Linked DNA regions of Cyprinus carpio: region 1 is linked to region 2. The links are chromatin contacts, called in public Hi-C maps. All regions are on one chromosome and are shown on one strand. The core of a region is the stretch at or near the end of the contact, and the rest is flanking DNA. Distances in the headings are between cores, read along the strand shown.

Region 1 (4,705 bases), core at 463-2,962, 170 kb after region 2:
TAAATCCTGATTAGTGCTCTACAAGTGCCATAAGTCAGCTGGGTTTTTTTATGGGGTGAAACAGGAAAGCGTATTTTGCAATGCTGCTGTGTTGAAGTTGTGCTCAGAAGAAATAAACAAAAGTGATGAAGGGAGAGATGTAAAGTGGAAGCAGAGAAAGTGAAGAGAGGGAGAGAGTGTGCTAACGCCCCAACACCGCCGCAGTGTTCTTCCACTGCACCAACACCAGCTCTGTCTACTTCATCACAAACTTTGATAGACTGGCTCTATCCATCAGATCACCCTTTAAAGAAGTACTGTAAGGTCTTGCTTCAATGCAGATCCTTGCTGAAGTAAACAATCACACCACACAATGCCTAAACAAGCACAGACGAATCACATCCACAAGCAACCTTCACAAAATGTCTTTTCACACCACGTAAGATGGTGAAGTTCAGGTCTTGCTGTTCTAAATCAAAAATAAAGAACATTTAGCCTAACATACAGAAAATGGTTAGCCACATTGAGAATACAGGTATACATCAAGAAAATCCTTAATTTGGTAAAATAGGATGAATGTAGCACTGAATCCTCCTTCGTGGATATTGCGTGAAATCTATTATGCAACTAAACCGTGTGTGTGTTTTCTTCATGCCAGAAACAAATCCCTGTTAAATATGAGAAATGAAAAACAAACCAAGCTGAATTCACGTTGCCATCATAATATGACCAATCTCATAAAAACACTAAGAAATGCGTGTGTTGCAGTGATCTAATATTTACAGTCTGAATGGTGCACTGATAACCCCACGCAAATTCTTATTACAGATCTTATTCTGGAATTTCACAATCCCTGCAGCTACTTCAGCACACATTATCAATGTGAAGTCAACAATATTTACTTCTCATATGTGCCCTTGAAACCTACATGTTGATGTATTAAGATGCCCATCCCAGTGGCTGACTTCTGCAGGGCAGCAGAGCCCGTCTGGCCATATCCGATTCCCAGAGAGAGAGAACCACAACATGACGAGGGTTATTTTCATTTCTCCAGCTTCATATGCTCACCTTCAGTCATTACCGAATATTAGTATTATAGATCAATACAACCCGTATGGATCAATAAATGCGCACAGTCTGACAAAATGTATAGATTTTGAGCAATACGCAAACATTTCCTCGACTTCGGGGTGGGGGAGGGAAACAAACTCCAGTTAGCAACGGGGCTAAAGCCGTTAGCGGTCTAACCGTGAAAGTCGACGCATGAGAGGACGCACAGATGTTTTTTCGTCACGAAATGCCTTTTAAAAGAGTAAAGAGCAGCTTAAAATGGCTTACCTTCTTCAAAACGTGAGCTACATCTACAAAATTATACTTGGTATTCCCTCCCGATGCTTGTTTTTCCCATTTGAGGCCTTCTGCTTCAGCGAGCTCCGATGCGGGAACATCCGAGGCGCGCGACGCTCATCTCAGTCCGCGCTCGCGCCAGCGTGCTAAGCTAATCAGTGATTACCTCCCGCAGAATGCGATGATTAAAATCTCTCAGGGCTCCAATAAACTGGTAAGAGAAGTGGTTATAAACTCTCCATCTGTCCCTTTAAACAGTCCACGGGTCTCCGTAACGTTACGTTTGCTGATTTGGCTTGATCAGAGGTGAAAAAATAAAAATCCGCTTCAAGTTAATCCTCTCCGTCCGACTCCTTCCGAACCGTTTCGATCGGCCTTTGACTCGCGCTGACGAAAAGCGGACGATAGGAGTTGATACGCGGATTGTGATAGGCTGACGCGTATGGGCGGTCACTGTTTGTTCCCCGTTGTAACTGTGAAACTGGCGCCATTGTGGTTCTTGCCAGGGAAGATTCTACGTTGTTTTCTTTGGCGACCTCGAGCCGGAATGGCGTAGACAGTGGCATGTTTTGCGAGCTCCATTTGGGTGAGAGGAAAATGGAGAACCTGTGTGGGTAAATGTAGTAAAATTGCGTTAATGTGTTTTTTTTGTGTGTGTGTGTGTGTGTGTGTGTGTGTGTGTGTGTGTGTGTGTGTGTGTGTGTGTGTGTGTGTGTGTGTGTGTGTATGTTTTCGTATTTTAAGACACGAGTGAACAGAGCTCCACCGAAATTGTTTATCCCTTCATTAATTCAGATTGATCTAAAAACAGCCGTTGATTGCTATCTTCAGCATACTTTATGAATATTACGAACTGTTTGCCGGTGACGGATTGCGAGCTCATCAGCCACAGCACGATTTGCTTTCATTTACTGTTGTCTGATAAATGTATGTTAGATGTATTGATTTTTGTTTTATTTTCGATTTGACGTCACAAGCCTCAACCGTGACACCGATTTCTTGCCGAGCAGAATAACGCAATGGCTCCCTCTGTTGAAAGGAGACTAGAGCTGTCTGTCTGAGATATATCCTCAATTCTTGACCAACTTGTCATAATTATACTCAATTGTTCTGTCCTCACTTCATATCCCAACATAAAATACATCTGAAACCACACAGGCTCATACCTGCCAGTACAAAGAAGGATATCAGACATGTGAAATCTTATTTTATATATATATATATATATATATATATATATATATATATATATATATATATATATATATATATATATATATATATAATGATATAATGATTTGTCTATATTTCTACCCTATAACTAGACTATATTTATTTTTGCGCTATAACTACATTTTTAACATCAAATTACAGTCGTTGTCTGCGCATGCCCAACTAGAACTGTTTGTAGTTTTTGGGGGTTTTATAAACGTGCAAGTAGAACTATATTTCCCATCAGCCCTTTCTCGAGCTCTTTCCGTCCTGATTGGCTGATCCCGAAGGTGAAAGTTGAATAGACATGTTTCTCAAGCCCGTACAGTAAACATCATTAGAGTTCACGGAGTTAGTAGTCAGCACACCATTGTAACGTCCTTGTAATTGTATAATTTAAGACAGTTTTTACCCGCCGCATTTTATTTGTTCGGTATGTTTCAGATATATTCGAGTAGAAGACGCGCTTGTTGTTTTACAGCAGCTATATTTGTCTGTGTTGGATAAGAATCACGATGACAGCTAAAGAATAGCAACTCTTAAAGAGGTCACATTAAAGACTGCTATTTATTTTGGAATAAGTTAGTATGTTCTGATCCAAGCGACGCGATAAACCAGCTTTTAATATGGCAGCGCTACTTTTGCAGCGCGGAAGCAAATGTTACGACAAACGGGTTTGGTCGTTATCGTCTCGTTTCTGCTGTTTTCAAGCCAGCAGAAAAGTGGAGAGCAATGTGACTTCAAACTTGCATTTATTGACTCCAAACAAACGAGGTCTAACATCAGGACACGTTCAGGTGGGTTATCTAAATTCCGAATAAGCATTGTGTAAACTATTTTGTTCATTTAAAATTCATTGTCATCTTGCGAAGTGACGTTAAGTATAGTGCTGATGTAATGCTGACTAATACAGTTTATACAGAATATACACTTTTCTTTGTGACTAAACGGAACAGATGAATCATAATAATAGCAAGTAATCTATGTGATTATGCATGACCTTGATTAACCAAGATCTGTTTTACAGAACATTTTGACGAAGCCATTAATCCCGAGGCTCGTAGGACTTGAATTCCATTGTCGCCACAAATTGTTCACAGATCCTGTGAAACTGTGGAAACTATTAGGTAAGTATTAAGTTTAAGTTATTTTTTTGGCTGGACAAAGTTGTGATGCAGAACTTTTGACTTCTTAATCTTAATTATTTTCCGAATTATGTTGCATTGCATAATTCAAATATTTTTTCCACATCTGTCAGGCACTACTCATTATTTCAGCACATCCAACAGAAGACATGAAAAGAAAGAAAGTGGAAAAGGGAAGACCCCAGAGGAGGATGAAGGTATGTTCGGAATTTTTTGAAACAGTAGATTACAAACTACTATTTTTTTTTAATGCATCTAATTGTGAATGATTAATTCGTGTATGTTTAATTAAAAAAGAAAATAATAATAATAATAATAAAATTAACCTCATAATTTCTTAACAAAATGCCCGCCTAAGACCACTTTTTCAGTGCTGTGTCCAAATCTCGAAATCCATTCAAAAACCGATAGATAGAATCAAGTTGTAAACATTTTTTCTTTTTCCAATAATTTGCTACACTTGAATGTGCTTCACAATATGGAGCAAACTGTCTGTCGCTACTTTGGTTTCCTCGTTTCTTTTTTCTTTTTTTGTCTTCAAAAAGGCATTTTTAAACCTTATTAAAAGTGTAATTTTTTTATGTCAAATTCTTACATTTTATCAATAAATCAAACTAGAATGATAAGACACTGACGTGTTAAAATTGTTTAAATATAATCTTATTTTAAAATATGAAACCATCAGTAAGTGGCAGCAAGTCCCTGTCTTAGTGAGTGAGTCACTGAATTATTCATTCATAAATTTGTTTCAAATGACTGATTCATTCAGAAATGAAGCAAGTTACCATGTTTATGAATTGGTTGTCGAATCATTCACTTAAACAATATATTCTACGAAATGCAGTAACAAAACACTGCTGTGTGTGTATTCGGATTAGAATATACTTCTGAAGGCTATACTTATAGGCTACATCATGCAGTGAAGGCATATTTTTGTTTTGTTTCTACAAAGTGAGCAACATACTCAATAATTTCATTGACAATTACAGTGTAATTGCAGACTATGTTTATCGCACACTCCT
Region 2 (5,137 bases), core at 1,262-3,761:
TTCAAATAAGCCTAAAGGTCTTGATTAATTAGATCAGGTGTGTTTAATTAAGGTTGAATCTAAACTCTTCAGGGCTCCGGACCTCCAGAAATTGAGTTTGACACCCCTGGTTTGAATACCAAGGATGGTAACTATAATTAATAATTTTTTCAAATACAAATTCTTCATGAATAAGAAAGTCCACACCACAAATATAACAATAACGACACAAAGGAAAGACAGTGTTGGAATCACTTAAAAGAACAATTTTATTTTCTAGCTAATGGATGATAAAAACACTGAAAGCCAATCAGAATCCACCTGCGCATTTAATGTGGTAGACGACACGTAAATTAACAGAACGTTATCATTCACTGGTGTGGACGCTAGTACAGTTAAAGTTATCGTTCTTGGTGCGAACAGGCCTTAAGGCTAGGGAATGTTATAAAAGTTGTATCTCTGAATGTTTAAGGCTTGGATAAACTACATGACTTTTAAAATCTAGGCATCATACACTTGCAGACTTTGTAAATGGTTAAAGAGAAAAACGAATGAGGATCACACACTACGAGTTTCAACTAGCGTTGACTCCTCTAAAAAGAGTGAATCAGTGCAAAAAAAAAAAACTTGCAAAAATCATGAAGTGTATTCCAGCCTTCAAAAAGTAACAGGACACCTCTCCTTATAAAGCAGTATGATGTGATGTAGATCAGGTGTGCTGTTACATGTCAGACAGGAGCTTTGAAAATGCCCTAATCCATGCATAAGCAATAGTTATTGCAATGTTTGCCCAAACACACATTACTACGAGTTCACTTTATGCCCACTACCTCTAACATGTTTCATCATACCCTATCATTCACTGTTCCGATCTGGTTTGTCCTACATAGCTTTCCATACTCTTTGCTGTATTTGGCACACAGCTGATCTGAAACCTGTTAAAGTGAGGAAAAAAAGACATGAATGATCCATACTAGAACAACACCCCAGAAACAGATTAAAGACAAACACATATGATACCCACAATCTTCAGTTCTGCCACTTCTGATTGCAGTCGAGGGGCAGCCCAGATGAGTGTGGATACTGCTTCTTGCAGGCCAGGGTCCAGTTCTCTGAAAAGAAGATTAAAAATTACATGAGCAAAAAATCCACTTTTTAAAAATAAGAATAAAAAAAAAATGGTTACTCACTTCATGGACTGTATTAAGCCAAAGCGGGTGAGCAGCAAATCACAATATAACTCCAGGATCTCCATGGCCTCCACCAAATAATCCTCCCTGATGATGTGCTCGACTCTGATTCTCGCACGCTCATCTTTGCCTGCTGACAAGTAGTCTGCGATCTCCTTACGAGCCTTCTGGGCTAATTCAGCTAAATCAGATCAAACGAGTTCAATTTAGTTAAATCAACGAAAGTTTAGAAAATCCAAAACTTTAAAATATGACAAACTTGTAGACAACCAAACTTACTTTTCTTCTTCTCAAGAAGTTTGAGGCGGTTTATGACCAGCCTGAGATTGACACGAAGTCTCTCGGATTTAAACCCTCCACCAAGCATGATGGAGCTCTGTGGAGAAATGTCAAGAGCCAAAGATCAGGTAAAAGGGGTGGAAAAGACTCAAAGTGGAGGTCAAAACAGTGTCCCGGGTATCTCACATGTTATTAAAGCTTCAGTGCAAGCATATACAGAGATCTGGATTTGAGATATGTCTCCTGTTTGGTGAGTGACGTCATTACCATATCATGACAACAGCACAATTCAGCTATTAGGAACCTAAGTTAACCACTTTAGGTAAGTTTAAAAACCAGGAACCAAAGAAAAACTGTGTAAATTATAACATGCGTCCCTTATGTCAGAAAAAGCAGTGGGAGTACTATGGTAACGTTATCTGATCAAAATACCGTGGTTCTGTTACACATACTAAGAACTACAAAAAATATCACAGTACATGTCCAGAAATATGGTAATAATCAGGCATATTTTTGTCGGTTACACTCTTATCTATTTAGAAATAGTGGTTTATTTGTTAATGCGATTTTCTTACATATGCTGCCTGCTGACTGTGTTAGTGTGAGTCACAACAGTTAGCCAAAACAAGAGTTAAAGACATAAAACAGAGAAATAGAGAATTAGCCTACAAGCAGTCACTGGTCATTACTTATATAGATCGATTCGATGCATCTATACTGATCTTTACTGAACGTACAAATTTTTCTTGAAACCGTTTTCGTATTGTCAGAAATCTGACTGTTCAAAGCAGGAAGAGACTCGATTAGCGGCTAGTGGAGCTAATTCACGAAAGTAAACAAAACCCTCAAGAACCTACAGATGTTGACAGATAGTCAAAACATCGTGGATATCTCCTAAATACAGTACAAAACTTAGAATAAATATCATATTTACATGTGAGTTCCTCTTCAGACGCTGGGAAAGAGTCGGTTTCGGTTAGAATTGTTGGGCGACTGCTGCTCAGTTAGCATTCACTTCCGCATTGGACGTGACTTCATTGATGACGCTACAAGTCACATGGTCGCCGGTGGAAAACTCGCTTTTGAGGGGAAACCCCCGTCACCAGGGCGGACAGATCACATGTTTTTAATGATGTCATGTTCGTGATATTACATGACAAGATCGTCTAGAATGGATAGCCAAGTTGGCAAGAAATGTCTGAGCTCACTAGTCATTACCTTTAAAATAGGACAAATAATTGGTCAGAATAGACTGAGGCTGTTGTGCTGAAAACAATAGTGAGACAATGCATTTTTATTTATGTTTGTATGTAAAATGAAGGGAACACTTAAATCACACATTGGATCTTGATGAATAAAATATTCAAGTTGAAAATCTCCTGTAATGTAAGTCCTTGATAATAAAATGAGGTGACAGTGGTCAATGGAAACCAAAATCATCAACCCAGAGAGGCCTGGAGTCAGTGTGTAGTGTGTGAATCTGCCGACACACTACCCACAGGTCACAGGACATTGTCCTGCACCAGCAGGAACCCAGGGCCCACTGCACCAGCAAAAGGTCTGACAATGGCTCTGAGGATTTCAGCAATAGCCTCCAAGAATATTCCTTCCCACACCATCACATCATTGAAAATATAAACATTTTTCTTTAGGCGTTATCTGACAACTTGCTATGATACTCATTAGACAAAATATCTACAGGTCCTTCTCAAAAAATTAGCATATTGTGATAAAAGTTCATTATTTTCCATAATGTAATGATAAAAATTAAACTTTCATATATTTTAGATTCATTGCACACCAACTGAGATATTTCAGGTCTTTTATTGTTTTAATACTGATAATTTTGGCATACAGCTCATGAAAACCCAAAATTCCTATCTCAAAAAATTAGCATATCATGAAAACGTTCTCTAAACGAGCTATTAACCTAATCATCTGAATCAACTAATTAACTCTAAACACCTTCAAAAGATTCCTGAGGCTTTTAAAAACTCCCAGCCTGGTTCATTACTCAAAACCGCAATCATGGGTAAGACTGCCGACCTGACTGCTGTCCAGAAGGCCATCATTGACACCCTCAAGCGAGAGGGTAAGACACAGAAAGAAATTTCTGAACGAATAGGTTGTTCCCAGAGTGCTGTATCAAGGCACCTCAGTGGGAAGTCTGTGGGAAGGAAAAAGTGTGGCAAAAAAACGCTGCACAACGAGAAGAGGTGACCGGATCCTGAGGAAGATTGTGGAGAAGGACCGATTCCAGACCTTGGGGGACCTGCGGAAGCAGTGGACTGAGTCTGGAGTAGAAAACATCCAGAGCCACCGTGCACAGGCGTGTGCTTTTGAACCAGAAACAGCGGCAGAAGCGCCTGACCTGGGCTACAGAGAAGCAGCACTGGACTGTTGCTCAGTGGTCCAAAGTACTTTTTTCGGATGGAAGCAAATTTTGCATGTCATTCGGAAATCAAGGTGCCAGAGTCTGGAGCAAGACTGGGGAGAAGGAAATGCCAAAATGCCTGAAGTCCAGTGTCAAGTACCCACAGTCAGTGATGGTCTGGGGTGCCATGTCAGCTGCTGGTGTTGGTCCACTGTGTTTTATCAAGGGCAGGGTCAATGGAGCTAGCTATCAGGAGATTTTGGAGCACTTCATGCTTCCATCTGCTGAAAAGCTTTATGGAGATGAAGATTTAGTTTTTTCAGCACGACCTGGCACCTGCTCACAGTGCCAAAACCACTGGTAAATGGTTTACTGACCATGGTATTACTGTGCTCAATTGGCCTGCCAACTCTCCTGACCTGAACCCCATAGAGAATCTGTGGGATATTGTGAAGAGAAAGTTGAGAGATGCAAGACCCAACACTCTGGATGAGCTTAAGGCAGCGAACGAAGCATCCTGGGCCTCCATAACACCTCAGCAGTGCCACAGGCTGATTGCCTCCATGCCACGCCGCATTGAAGCAGTCATTTCTGCAAAAGGATTCCCGGCCAAGTATTGAGTGCATAACTGAACATAATTATTTGAAGGTTGACTTTTTTTGTATTAAAAACACTTTTCTTTTATTGGTCGGATGAAATATGCTAATTTTTTGAGATAGGAATTTTGGGTTTTCATGAGCTGTATGCCAAAATCATCAGTATTAAAACAATAAAAGACCTGAAATATTTCAGTTGGTGTGCAATGAATCTAAAATATATGAAAGTTTAATTTTTATCATTACATTATGGAAAATTATGAACTTTTATCACAATATGCTAATTTTTTGAGAAGGACCTGTATTTAACCAGAGGAGAGGTGTAAACATGGACACATCTCACTGCTGCCACCATTTGGAGAAAGTGAGAACCAGCTGCCATTAAAAGACTTCAGATGGAAGAATCCAAATGTTATAGTGTGAATCTACTTAAATATTCCTAGTAGGTATTGGGATTTTTATTTAACTAAAATACTATGTGCATGTTTTGAAGTTAATGCAATAGCAATCTCATTAATATCAAAATAACAATTATTTTATATAGTATAGTACCATAATTTGTTGTTTTACTTAATGCAGCTTGGAGCCCGAAGACTGTATTAAAGAGGCTAGTTTTCTGTTTGTAGGCCATACAAGACAAGCAGCTAAGTGCTAACCCAGCCCCACAGCCATCGTCATTGGTCAACTTCATCACGCAGTCACCTGTCAAAGTTCAGACT

The links. Hi-C and Micro-C count contacts between places; a contact is called where the count stands out from the background.
Region 1: a contact with region 2 is called in a Hi-C map of skeletal muscle, with 9 times the contacts expected there. The contact joins the promoter of LOC109092881 here to the promoter of LOC109093507 in region 2.

What each region holds. Positions count from the first base shown.
Region 1 is chrA7:34,999,776-35,004,480 of ASM1834038v1, forward strand. LOC109092881 (ankyrin repeat domain-containing protein 11-like) reads right to left here and starts at 1,713. Exons shown (of 13, transcript XM_042760939.1): 1 at 1,318-1,713. It overlaps LOC109092880 (paraplegin-like), which reads left to right and starts at 1,782. Exons shown (of 17, transcript XM_042760942.1): 1 at 1,782-1,912; 2 at 3,566-3,665; 3 at 3,797-3,880.
Region 2 is chrA7:34,831,102-34,836,238 of ASM1834038v1, forward strand. It overlaps LOC109093507 (IST1 homolog), which reads right to left and starts at 2,512. Exons shown (of 10, transcript XM_042760935.1): 1 at 2,383-2,512; 2 at 1,449-1,545; 3 at 1,170-1,350; 4 at 1,004-1,091; 5 at 831-914. The coding sequence starts at 1,536.